3 separate regions of the Mus musculus genome follow, and regions 1 and 2 are each linked to region 3. A link is a contact called in public Hi-C data. All regions are on one chromosome and are shown on one strand. Each heading gives the region's core, a stretch centred on a gene start, on an enhancer-like site or on the middle of the called end of the contact. The rest is flanking DNA. Distances are from core to core; before and after follow the strand shown.

Region 1 (3,992 bases), core at 594-3,093, 180 kb after region 3:
TACATATGCAGACACACTCACATGCACACACGAACAAGAATGAATGAAGAAGGCTCATGGTTAAATGCACACTACCTACTGGGCTCTTTACAGATACATTGTAACAAGTACTTAGTGTATGTCTGATCTCTCTGTGTGTGTGTACATGTGTGTGTGCTTGTGTGTATACATATGTGTGTATATACATGTGTGTACCTGTGTGTGCATACAGAGGTTCATGTTTGGTGCCCTCCTCATTCACTGTCTACTATATTTTCGAAGGCAGCCTCTCGCTGGGTCTGAAACTCACTGATTTGGATAGGCTTGCGCAGGTAACTCCGGATACTCCTATCTCTAGGTCCTCAGTGCTGAGATGAGAGAAAAACAATACCATGTTCAGTTTTCCTTTGTACAATGTAGGTCCTCGGAACTAACTCAGATTGTCACTCATTTGCAGCAAGCACCATACTGACTAACCCCTCTCGCTGGCTTCCCTTTTTGCTCCACTGTTTACCTGTGACTAGCCTTCTGCTAGCAACATATTACCATAAAGCATTTATAGTTTCATTAGAGAAAATGGAATGATTTTTTGGGGGTGGGGGTGCTATAAAAATGAGGCTCACAACTCACAGGTGCAAAACTCCTTTTCTTTTAACTTCAATAACTTTATACTCCTATCACCAAAGAGTCTCACAGAATTTTCCCTTAAGTCTAACAACACATGTCTCTGCTCCTTTTCCTAGGCTAGGCTCTGGGAACTTACAGTTTACTAAGATCTGTGGGCAGGAGGGTTACCCAGTGCTTGAGACAGCTGTTCATCTGTGTGTCTGCTTGGATACAGAAGGGGTAAAGCGCTGATTGCCTTATACTCTTGCCTATGTGGTTCCTCTAGGATGATTGTTTCCCTCCATAGGATCATGGCATCTGCCATCACATCATTCTGCCTTAGACTATGAAAGTGGAACTTGGCCTCACATTCCTTGTTCACTATTAGGTTTTAAATATGAACTATTCCCCAAAGGCTCATGTCTCAGAACATGTGGTTTCCGGTAGATGGCAGTGCTTTGGAGCGTTGTGGGATGTTTAGGAGGCGATCGATGCCTTGCTGGTAGAGCTGGGCCACTATGGGTGACACACTATGAGGTTTGATAACTGGCCCTACTTCCTGCTCGTTCTCCGCTTCCTGACTGGGCATGGTGTGACCAGCTGCCTTTCACTCTGTACTTTGCATGCCAGGATGGACTGAATTCCCTTGACCTCTGATATATCTTTCACTACTAAATTGCTTCTTGCCAGGTATTTTGCCAGGGCAATGAAACAAGGAACTAATACCCCAGCTCTCTGGCCAGTTGAATTCATCTGTAGTTCCGTTGTCCTTCTGAAAGTGATTAGTGGAATTCACCCATCTTGAATCTACTTGTGCTATCGGAAGTCATTCTTCTTTAAAAATAGATTTATTTTATTTTTAATTATGTATATGAAAGTGTACCTCTGTGTGTGGAAGTAAGAAAAAGACTTTAACTTCCTGGTGTTGGAGTTACAGGTGGTCACAAGCTACCTGGGTGCTAGAATCCAACTCTGGTTCTCTTAAAAGCAGCAAGAACTCTTAACCTCTGAACCAGCTGCATGAGGCAGGCTTTTGTCTTGTTTTTTGTAGAATTTAAACAGGAAACAAAGCCATAGACCTGTCAAGTAGGAATGATGTGTGATCCCAATGCCTTATAAGCAAAGAGCTCTGAGAAAAAGGAGACATAGTCCTGGCAGGAAGCATCAAATGGTTTTTTAGTTCCTTAGGGTTGAATGTATGATTACAGAGAGGTACGAGAAATCAGTTTCGAAACAGAGGCAGGCGGAACCAGATCATGGAGGACTACAAGATCATGTTTGGCACTTTGAGGGCTAGGGCCGATAACTAACCACTGAGGAATGTAAGCAGGGAGAAAACAAAGTTTAGCATGTTAGAAATAATTGTCCTAGTTGTAAGATGAGACACGGACAGCAAAGAAGTGGGTCTGGGGTAAGAAAACAAGTTAAAGAGTGTGCCACTGTCACCTGTAAGGGGTGAGGGAAGATCTTGATGCAGTTGTGTCGGGAAGAGAGGAAAGGCAGTTGAGCAAAAACGACTTGGGAAGGTAGAAAGATCCTGAATAATGCAGAGTGAGCGAGAGAGGCAGGTGTGAGATCTAGGTTCCTAGCTTGATCAACATACTATATACGGTACACTTCTTAAGTCAGGGAGCACAGGCTGAGAGGCCAGCTTTGGAGTGATGCTTATGGACTCAGTCTGGCAGTTGCTGAATTTGTAGTACCCAGAGACATCTTTGTAAAGGTGGCAGATGGGACAGCCATATACACAGAGCTTAGGATGGAGACCTGGGATGAACCTGCAGGATGAGCATCATTAGCATATCATTAGCATATGGAAGTACTATAGTGTAGAAGTAATTTGCCTGGTCTTGTTGCATGTGAAGTAAAAAGAAATGAAGGTTAAAAACATTTTACTGCAGAGCACTTACCACGGAAAGCAAAGAGAAGCCTATGAAGGAGACTGAAGAGAGAGCTTTGAACTGGCAATAATATGGAACTCAAGGAAAAAGCATACCCACAGAAGAAGTGTAGGCAGCTGGGCTGATCGACACTGAGGAAAAACAGAGTACAGAAGACCCAAGCTCACCATGGACATGTTGACCTTTGCTGGATCATTATCAGAAGAGCAAAGACAGCACGAGCCAGATGGCAGTTGATCACAGAGCTAAGGGGACACAGAGAACCATCCTTCGCCCAGTTGTGAACTGTTCTTTCTTATAGTTATTCTTTGACCCTCCAGCTGTGACGTGCTTCTTAGAATAAACTCATAATTTTAGGATAAAGTTCATCATGGCCTAGAAGGCCCCCCATCCTGACCCTTGTCTATCTGGAATTCCATAGCTCCCTGCTTCCTCCCTCCAATCTCTGAGGTCATGGGCATCTCCTTTCTATCTTGCAGACGTTAGAGGGTCATTCCTATGGCAGGGTCTTTGAAGCAGCCCCTTCCCTGAGTCTCCCTTCTTATGCTCCAAGTCTTAACTTAGAAATTGATTCACCTGAGAGCACATCCCTGAACAACTGGAGAAAGCAATGCCACGCAGACTCACTGTCGCTGTATGCATCCACCGTTTTACTAGTAACTGTAAGGAGGAGGGGACACCATTCCTCATGGTGGACAAGGTACAGTGGCTGGGAACGTCCCTGTCTGCTGTGGCAGGACATTGTAGCACAGCTTTTTACACATCAGGAAGCAGAGAGGAAAACCAGAGCAGGCTTGACTACAGCTTCAAAGGCCCGCTCTCAGTGAAGGGCCTCTACTAGCCAGGTCTCACCTCCTAAAGGCTCCTAAGCCAGAGCCAACGTATGGGGACCAGGTGTTTACACACATGAACCCTTGGAAGGACATTTTATTCTCAAATGGTAACACTTTCAAACTGTAAGCTTGAGATTGCATTTAATCTCAAACATGTAACATGCAATAGTTAGACATGTAAATTATTACAGGTAACACATGTCCTATTTTAGCTTCATTGTAGTGTCTTCCTGCTCTGTACATTTGTACATTCATTTATTTGTCTGTATGTATTGTACACTTTTCTTTTTCTCAGCTAATACAGAGATCTCGGATTCAGGGACCTTAGCTGTAGTTCCAGTACTGAAAAGAGTCCAAAGTAAATGCTCAACAAATATTTCCTGGGTGATTGAGTGTCAGGGATAATACTTAAAGAAAATCCTTCAAAACTTTTACCAGGGTGAGGCCTGGTGCTCAACAGAGTACCTGTCTAGGAAACATGAAGCCCTGAGTTTTGTCTCTAGCACTATAGGAAAATAATGTTGCCAAAGTTATCAGAAAGACCAGGTGTAAAGACACAATTCTGTATTGCTAATACTTTTAGAAACACCTCCCAGACAACACTAACACACTACCAATATGATATTAATGTGAATATAATCTGTAACTTAAAATAGACTAGGACATAGTTCTA
Region 2 (3,700 bases), core at 381-2,880, 130 kb after region 3:
GTTCAGACCTTAGCATCCACATTTAAAAAGCCACTCATAGCTGTGGCACACATCTGTGACCTCAGTTTTGGGAGTAGGAAGCTGAATGGGGTGGAGGTTGGGGTAGGGAGGAGGGGAGCAACAGGTGAATCCTTGGGAGTTAGTCGCTAGGCAGTCTAACCAAATTAGTGAGGTTCAGGGTCAGTGAGAGACGTTATTGTGGCCTCATATGAAACTCAGAACTGGGCTCCTTTCTGGCTTTTGAGAATGATTCCTGTGCTATTGCTGCTATCAATGGGATCTTAAGAAAGGCTCTAGGGAAACTCAGATCTGTGAGTAGCTCTAGAATTCCTGAGCTGAACCTATTTGTGCAAGCTCTCCATGTCTTTGCTCACCTAATGCATATTTATTAAAACCTAGTATGTGCTAAGTACTATGTGTCCCTTCGGAGACCGATAGCAGGAGGCGGATGATTCAGGTAGCGTTCAGCTTTCCATGCTCTGCCAGGGATTCCCAGTGTACCGTATGAGTCTGTGGGCTCTTCCCATGCATGGCGGGAGGACGAGTTGTCGCGTACATATGCTGTGAGCACAGCAAGTTCAGTGGATACTGAGATTTGAGCACAGCCTCAGACTTCTTTACTTTTCTCTCTCTCTCTCTCTCTCTCTCTCTCTCTCTCTCTCTCTCTCTCTCGTCTGTCTGTCTATCTCTGTCCTCTGTATATGCATATAAGTACATGTGATGTATGTTCACATGTGTTTGCATGCCAGAGCCCACATGCCGCAGACTGTAATGGAGGTTAGAGGTCAACCCCAGCTCTCCATGTTTGCTTTCTACCTTGATTGTTGCCCACATCATCAGGCTAACTGACTCCCGAGCTTCTGGGAATTCTGTCTATCTCACTGTAGGAGGGCTGGATTACTGATGTGTAACACTACCATTGATTCTGGGAATCTAAACTCGGATTCTTAAGATTGTGTGGCAAGTTCTACACACACAAACCTCCCTCCCCGCCCCCAGCCTGTATTCTCAGCCTTAGTTTCAACACCTTCCTTTAGAATTTATTGAATCAGCTCTTCAGGCCAACAGACTGTGTCGGGAGCTGGCACACAGCAGCTGACAACATCAGTCAGTTTCATGTAGAGAGACAGAATTTCCCCCAATCTCTGGTACAGAAATACCACTGCTACTCTTTATAACCCCAAAGAGGTAAACATGGGGAATCTGGGATCACACTCAAGTTTCTCAGGGTACCCATTATGTCATCTGAAGTAAACACTAGGCCATTTGTTATGGACCAATGCTAACATACTTGAAATTTACAATTGGGAATTTAACTCATTTCAGAATGTAAGAACATTCCTTTCTTTGTTCTAAAGCTTTCAGGAAAAAAATAATAAGAAAAAAAAACCCTAGTATACTATAACTGTTCATTCCTACCAGTTTTTGAATATTTTACATATCTTTCTCTCAGCCTAGTGTTTAGCAAAATGTTGTGTTAACCAAGGGGGATTTAATGAGGAATTTGGAATCTGACATGCTGACATCTATTGTTTTTAACACATTCTGTAAGAAGTTAGGGAAGTAGATTCATTGACACATGTGTGTAATTGTGCTGAAAAAAAAAAAAGTTTTGCAATATATTTGTGTTGCGCAGCTAGGCAACCAGAAAGCAGTAACACACAGGAAGTATGAAGCTGTGTGCTTCCAGGCAAATTACGGGAATTATAAATCTCTTATTTTCTTTATGCGAATTCCCTCTGTGTCAAAGAATAATACAGAAAAGCACCGAGGCCATTGGAGCAGAGAGGGCTCACTTTCGACTGACTTCGCTTCTACAGCTCTTTTATTTTATTTCCTCAGTCTTTCCCACAGGGCATAAGGAGTGGGAAGGACTTAAAAAGAAAAGTAAGCACTGAATTGTAAGCTATTAAATTTATATATATATATATATTCTTTAAGCAAGTAAGGAAGAATAACAGGAAATGAGGAGTCGATCTTTACTTCATTGTAAGGCGACTATATGAACTGTTTCATTTTTTTAAAAAAAAAAATTCAGTAAATAGACCAGCACTGAAGAAAACTATTTCAATAAAATAGCTATGATTATATTGTAACTCAAATCCAACGATCCATAATAAATACTGTTTGTATTATTACTGTAATCCCACAATATCCTCCTGATTTTTTAAAAACCATAGTATTTAATAGCCCATGATTTATATTGCTCTTTGGAAACCTTTTCAATTGCCTTTATGAATCTGAGTGGCGAGACTCCCATTGCTGAACACCACCCAGGCATTTTAACAAAAGGAATCTTATAAAACTCAACAAGATACAACGGCTGTATCTTGGTGTTCAGTTGGTTAGAGTTAAAGAATATTTCCACGCTGATGTCAAGACAGGAAAAGGAGGAAACAAGAAAAGAGACTGAAGAAATGGTAGTGGTGGGAAGAAAAACAGTAAGGACAGGGGCAACAGGTTACACCTTCCTTCTGTTGGGCTCCAGAAAACACAAGTGCTGTGAAAAGGGCTGGCCATGACTGCTGTCTGAAAGAGCCCCAAGCTGACTCAATAGCTGGAAACACTGAGGGACCTTGTTAGAACATAGGCATCACCCAGTACAGGGGCTGAGAATCATAGCTTTATCTGTGCCAGGGTCACTGGACCGCAGTCCCCCAAGCGTCTCTGTGTGGCTTTTTAGTTCATGAGATGCTGGTTTGGTTTGATGCTCGGCAACCCAAGACTATTTTAAAAGTTTTTACCCAGAAGAATTCCTTTCATCTTTTATCCCAAAGCTGATTTTAAATATAAATCTGATATGGTAGGTTTTGTTTGTTTGTGTGTTGGTTTTTATAAGAAATTTCTGGCAAGGAATATAGATATTTAAGCCAAAACTTTATAAAATGATTATGGATTTTAAAAAAATGCACCACCGGCCCTCCATATCTATAAATTATGTTTGTATAGAATGAATCAAATGTCTCATCACTCTGTTAATTCTATGAAGAAACACTATGACCAAGACAACTCTTGCAAAAGAAAGCATTTAATTGTGGGCTTACGGGCTCAGAGGTTTAGTCAATTGTCATCATGGTTGGGAGGATGGTGGCACATAGGCAAAACTGGAGACATAGTTAATAGTTGGGATCCACAGGCAGAGAGAGAGGGGGGAGAAGGAGTGAGGGAGAGAGAAAGAATATAGAGAGAGGGAGTGAGGGAGAAAGAGAGTTGAGATGGAAGGAGGGAGGGAGAGGGAAAAGGAGAAGAAGAGGAAGAGAGAGGGAGAGAAAGGGAGAGACTGGGCTTGGCAACTTTTGAAATCTCAGGCCCAATGGCAGTGGCACACTTCCTCCAAAATGGCCACACCTCTTAAGCCTTCTAATCCTTTCAAAGAGTTCGACTCCCTAGTGAGTAAGCATTCAAATATTTAAGCCTCTGAGTCATTTTTATTCAAAGCACACAGAGATCAAAATTATTTTTAAAATTGCATCTTGCTGAGAGTATAGTATTTCTTGTCATTTTTCTAAACAACACACTAAACCAACTATTTAATTAGTAACTTATAGTAAGATGACATGTAGGCTGTAGGTGAAAACTATGGCACACACACACACACACACACACACACACATATATACACACATGCACACACGCACACATGCACACACATGCATGCACACACACACAGGCATGCACACACACACACAGGCATGCACAC
Region 3 (4,337 bases), core at 498-2,997:
AGAGATCTCTTATATTAGCAAACAAAGCACAGAGGAGACAGAACACAAACCTAATGCAACGATTCTCTAAGTGTCCTCTGAGGACCAAGGGCATCAATACCACCTAGTGGCGTGGTGACTTGTCTCTTGCTGAGAACATACTCTGACAAAAGCCACTTAGGTAAGAAAGGGTGACCCTTCAGATTGAGAGCATAAATCCATCATGGCTGGGAAGTGCTGCTGGCAGGGGCTTGAGGAAGCTGATCCTATTACACCCACAACCAGGAAGTAGAGAACATCGAACACCGCGGAGCTCGCTTTCCTTTGACTCATGCCCGGGCCCTACTTTAGATAGGTCTCTGCATCTCAGCAGTCCTGGTCATTTTCATCTCCTGAGTGATTCTAGATCCTGCCAAGCCCACAAGATCAACCACTACACCTGGGAGCGAATAGGAAATGTAAATGATCAGCCCTATTCCATATCTTGCTGCGGAAGTTCTGGTGATAGACTCCAAATTGTGTTTTAACCCCTAAAATACCCTCTTTTTCTCAAGGTCAGACATGTGTGGTGGGCAGGAAACTCTTCTCATCTGCTCCAGCTCCTGCCTTATTTTTCTTTCCCAGGAGATTTTATCCTCTGCTCAAGTTTAGGACTCGGTGTATCTATCAACTTCAGGTCCAGCGCTCACAGGCCACCCAGCTGCTCCGGGTGTCTGCAGTGATATTCTGTCTAGCTCAAAAACAACTCCAAGTATGGCCTGAAGGTTTTAAAGAGTTTTTCACTAACTTGGAGAAACTCAGACATAGAGTTAACAGAAAACCAATAGGATACTAAATAATTAAATTTGTGCTAAGCAAACTGTACCATGTGTTCTTCAAGAAAGAAGGGCTAGATTCATTGCATTATGTCTATTTGGATATGATTCAAAATTGCCCTTATACATGTATAATTAATGTTGATAGAAAGGTAAGATGCTCTTCTAGTTTTTTTTTTCCCCCTAGATTCCAAGAATTGTATTGGGTAGATTTAATAGAATATTTAAATATGATGTTTTATTATCAGTGATAATAAATTCAAAGCTTTCCTCGTTAACCCATACCTGTACCACCAGGTAAGAGAGGTTTTGTTGTTGTTGTTGCTTTATTTTGTTTTTCATGTTCAGCTGAATTCTTTGCACTGACCAGGAAAAAAGTGTCTGCTTATTTTGAAATCTCAGTTGATTCCATGAAGTAGCGGGTGAGAACCCATTTCTACATATACGGTTACTATTATTACTGTGTGATCTGAAGTGCTACCTTGCTTTTGCCTAGAAGATTTTATGATTGTGTTGTTTCAAAAGTAGCAATGGAAAAGAGTGTCACATTCAGATAAAATAGTTAAAGAACTATTTTATTTTTTATTTAGATGTGTTAGAAAAATGCACACCAGACAAATCAGAAGTACCAGGCTTTCTTGAAGTCTCAAGTTTTTTTTTTTTTTTTTCTTGTTTTCTGAAAGGACATAAAATCACATCTGTTTGAAAGACCATGGCCTCCCATGGGCCTGACCCCAAAACAACAAGGGCTATGATTTGCTCACTTTAGGTGGCCATTAAATTCTTTTAAGTTACAAAAGTATCATTTGGTAAATTACCTTTTCCAGGGCCCTAAGTGACATTTTAAAGGTTTAAAGTATTAAATCACCCTCCAGAAGTGGTCACTCTACCCTGTTAGCCACTGATAACATCAGGCTAAATAGCTTCAATTTCTTTTATGCTAGATTTTGATCAACATAAAAACGCTTTTTATAGACATTACCAAATTTGCTCTTAACACAACAGTTAGGGCGAGGGATGGGAGTGTCAGAAAAGGACTCTAGACATTCTCTAGAGACCTGGGTCTCTTGAAAGTGTAGCCGGAGCTCTTAATTGCTGAGACATTATCCGTCCAACCTCCAGTCTTTTTCAAATTTTTTATTTGTTTGTTTGTTTGTTTGTTTTTAAGCAGGGTCATTCATGAAACTCACCGAATAGGCCAGGAGGGGTATTCAGCAAGTCTCGTGGATCAGTCTATCTGCTTCCCCAGCGCTGAGATTAAGTGTACAACCCCATAAAAGGTTTTTTTAAGAAAAGGGGGCGGGGTCTTGGGATTGAACTCAGGGTTCAGACTTGTACAGGAAACCCTTTCCCACTGAGATATCTCCCCAGTCTATGGCCTTTCTTGTCAGTACTGATTAGCGCAGCATTTGCTCGTAAAGAGGGAAAGAGGGAAAGTTCATCTGTTTGGTTCACCAAGTTGGTTTATTTTACCTCGGGTTTAAATACGACTGGAGGCAAATCGACAACAGATGGCCTCGGAAGGAAACAGGAACCATTCCGGCACTCATGGAAGGTGTGAGTGACCTTCGGGGAACTTGGAAGAGATGATAGATGATTTTCTCCTAATTTTTTTCTCTCATCTCCTCATGCCAGCTATTGAAAAGTTATTTCCTGTTATGCTTTTTTATCTGCTGTGTCAAGCATAAAAGCCTCTTAAGGCAAAATCGTGATTTATCCTGTAACAAGTGGTGATTCTAAAAGCTCTTCAGAGCCTTATTAAAGACTCTAGAAAAACAGAGAAGGGAAGGACACATGGGACTTGTGCCCAGTACCCCATCTTGACTTGTTTCCCTGGAAACGTCAGTCACATGACTCCACGAGGCCTGCGCACTAGAAAGGGAAGGGAGAACCACAAGCTCTTCCATGGGCTTTTTGTTTTCTTCTATACATGCATTGCAACAAAACAAAACAAAACAACCAACCAACCAAACAAACAAACAAAATAAAAAAAAACAAAAAACTAACAGAAGAAAAGGAGATTTTTAAAAACAAATGCAGGAGGCTAGAGAGATGGCTTGGTGCTTAAGAGCACTGACTGCTCTTCCAGGGGTCCTGAGTTCAATTCCCAGCAACCACATGGTGGCTCAAAATCATCTGTAATGGGATCTGATGCCCTCTTCTGGTGTGTCTGAAGAGAGCAATGGTATACTCATATACATAAAATCTTTAGCACGTCGAGGCCAGAGGGCATGGGTATCTTCCTTGATGATTCATTGCCTTAGTGTTTAAGACATGGTCTCTTAGACAGCTGGCTACGAGCTCCAGGCTCCCATGTCTCTCTGGCTTTCCAGTTATAGGATTACAGAAGCATTCTCGTGTGGCTAGTTTTTTTTTTTTTTTTTTTTTTTTTTTTTTTTTTAATATGGGTGCCAGGGCTTCAGATTAGGCTCTCATGTCTGAATGGGCATCACTATACTGACTAAACTATATACCCACCTCCCAAATTGTAGAAAACATTCAAACTTAAAAGAATACAATCGTCAGTGTTTGTTATTTGTTAAATGGATACATTTTCGTGCTTGAGAATGTCAATCACGCCTCCTTTAATACGGTAACATTTCTCAGCACATTTTTAGTTTTTCTCTTCAGGAAGTCAATATCACCATCTAAAAATACACAGTGTAATCTTCTGGCAATAAAATGAGGTCAACTTCCCTTTGGGTCTCCTTTTAAGCCTGAAATCATTATCTCCCAACCCTAAACCCCTCACCTACTTAGAAAACTTACTTCTTTTCCCTTGGAAATGAAGAACAGAAGCCTTTTAGTTCCAAATTAGCTCCGTGGCCTTCATTAGGCCTAAAATAAAAATGAACTGAGAAAATCCCACTGTAGCTCGGTGTAGTGGCTCATACCTGTAATCCCAGAACTCAAGAGACTGAAACAGAAGGAATACTGTAGTGAGTTTGAGACCAGAGATATATGGCCATACATCAAGTTCTGGGGCGAGCCTGGGCTACAGAGTCAGACACTATAAAGAGAAAACCATTGTGGAATATTTGCACTTGTATGAAGAGCACTGACCAGCTGGGACCAGCATTGAAGAGAACGGCAGGGATAATAAAGCAATGAAGGAGGTCCCATCCTCGTGCTCTCTTTAATCCCATTAGCCAAAGAGAATGGTAGACTTTCAGAAATTTAGAAGCACAAAGCCCTCTAGCCAGGAACATGCCTACTTAGAATACTGTGCCAGGCATATTTAAATCTATAAAGCAAATGCCCAATTACCAAGAAAAAGGAGGCAGTTTCCAATTCATACCTATTAGTTTCGCTATAAAAAATAAGAATAGCCTAACGGTGCCCAGAGCAGAACAGCCAGCCAGCTATAACAAGAAGGCTTTGCCTTCCTGCTCTATTGAGAAATGGGATGTCCTGTCAAATCAAACACTCGGTTGAATAGGATATTATCAACATACTAGGTGCGTATTACCAGTTTTCCAGATATGGGATGCAATAAAATCTTTAATACTAAAGCAACACTGAACACATTGTAATCTTTCTCTG

Evidence for each region. Hi-C and Micro-C count contacts between places; a contact is called where the count stands out from the background.
Region 1: a Hi-C map of uterus shows a contact between it and region 3, with 2.6 times the contacts expected there. The contact joins two enhancer-like sites. A contact is called at or near these places in 7 of 39 promoter capture datasets (the HPC-7 cell line, embryonic stem cells, hippocampal neurons and 2 more), 3 of 484 Hi-C or Micro-C datasets (the HPC-7 cell line, myocytes and uterus) and 1 of 115 datasets of contacts at active chromatin or transcription factors (fibro-adipogenic progenitors).
Region 2: a Hi-C map of uterus shows a contact between it and region 3, with 2.6 times the contacts expected there. The contact joins two enhancer-like sites. A contact is called at or near these places in 1 of 39 promoter capture datasets (hippocampal neurons), 4 of 484 Hi-C or Micro-C datasets (cerebral cortex, cortical neurons, forebrain and 1 more) and 1 of 9 other capture datasets (embryonic stem cells).

The regions. Positions count from the first base shown.
Region 1 is chr2:7,099,743-7,103,734 of GRCm38.p6, forward strand. It overlaps a transcript of Celf2 not described here. Among named protein-coding and RNA genes, the nearest start is that of 5031426D15Rik, 170 kb to the left of the region's middle. Within about 2 kb of position 1,844, at least 3 of the 459 cell types and tissues checked have an H3K27ac peak or open chromatin away from gene starts, as enhancers often do. A contact at or near this core is called in uterus, where this site is marked.
Region 2 is chr2:7,055,026-7,058,725 of GRCm38.p6, forward strand. It overlaps a transcript of Celf2 not described here. Among named protein-coding and RNA genes, the nearest start is that of 5031426D15Rik, 130 kb to the left of the region's middle. Within about 2 kb of position 1,631, at least 42 of the 459 cell types and tissues checked have an H3K27ac peak or open chromatin away from gene starts, as enhancers often do. A contact at or near this core is called in uterus, where this site is marked.
Region 3 is chr2:6,921,729-6,926,065 of GRCm38.p6, forward strand. 5031426D15Rik (RIKEN cDNA 5031426D15 gene) reads right to left here. Exons shown (of 1, transcript NR_027890.1): 1 at 974-4,337. It also overlaps a transcript of Celf2 not described here. Among named protein-coding and RNA genes, the nearest start is that of 5031426D15Rik, 4.8 kb to the right of the region's middle. Within about 2 kb of position 1,748, at least 7 of the 459 cell types and tissues checked have an H3K27ac peak or open chromatin away from gene starts, as enhancers often do. A contact at or near this core is called in uterus, where this site is marked.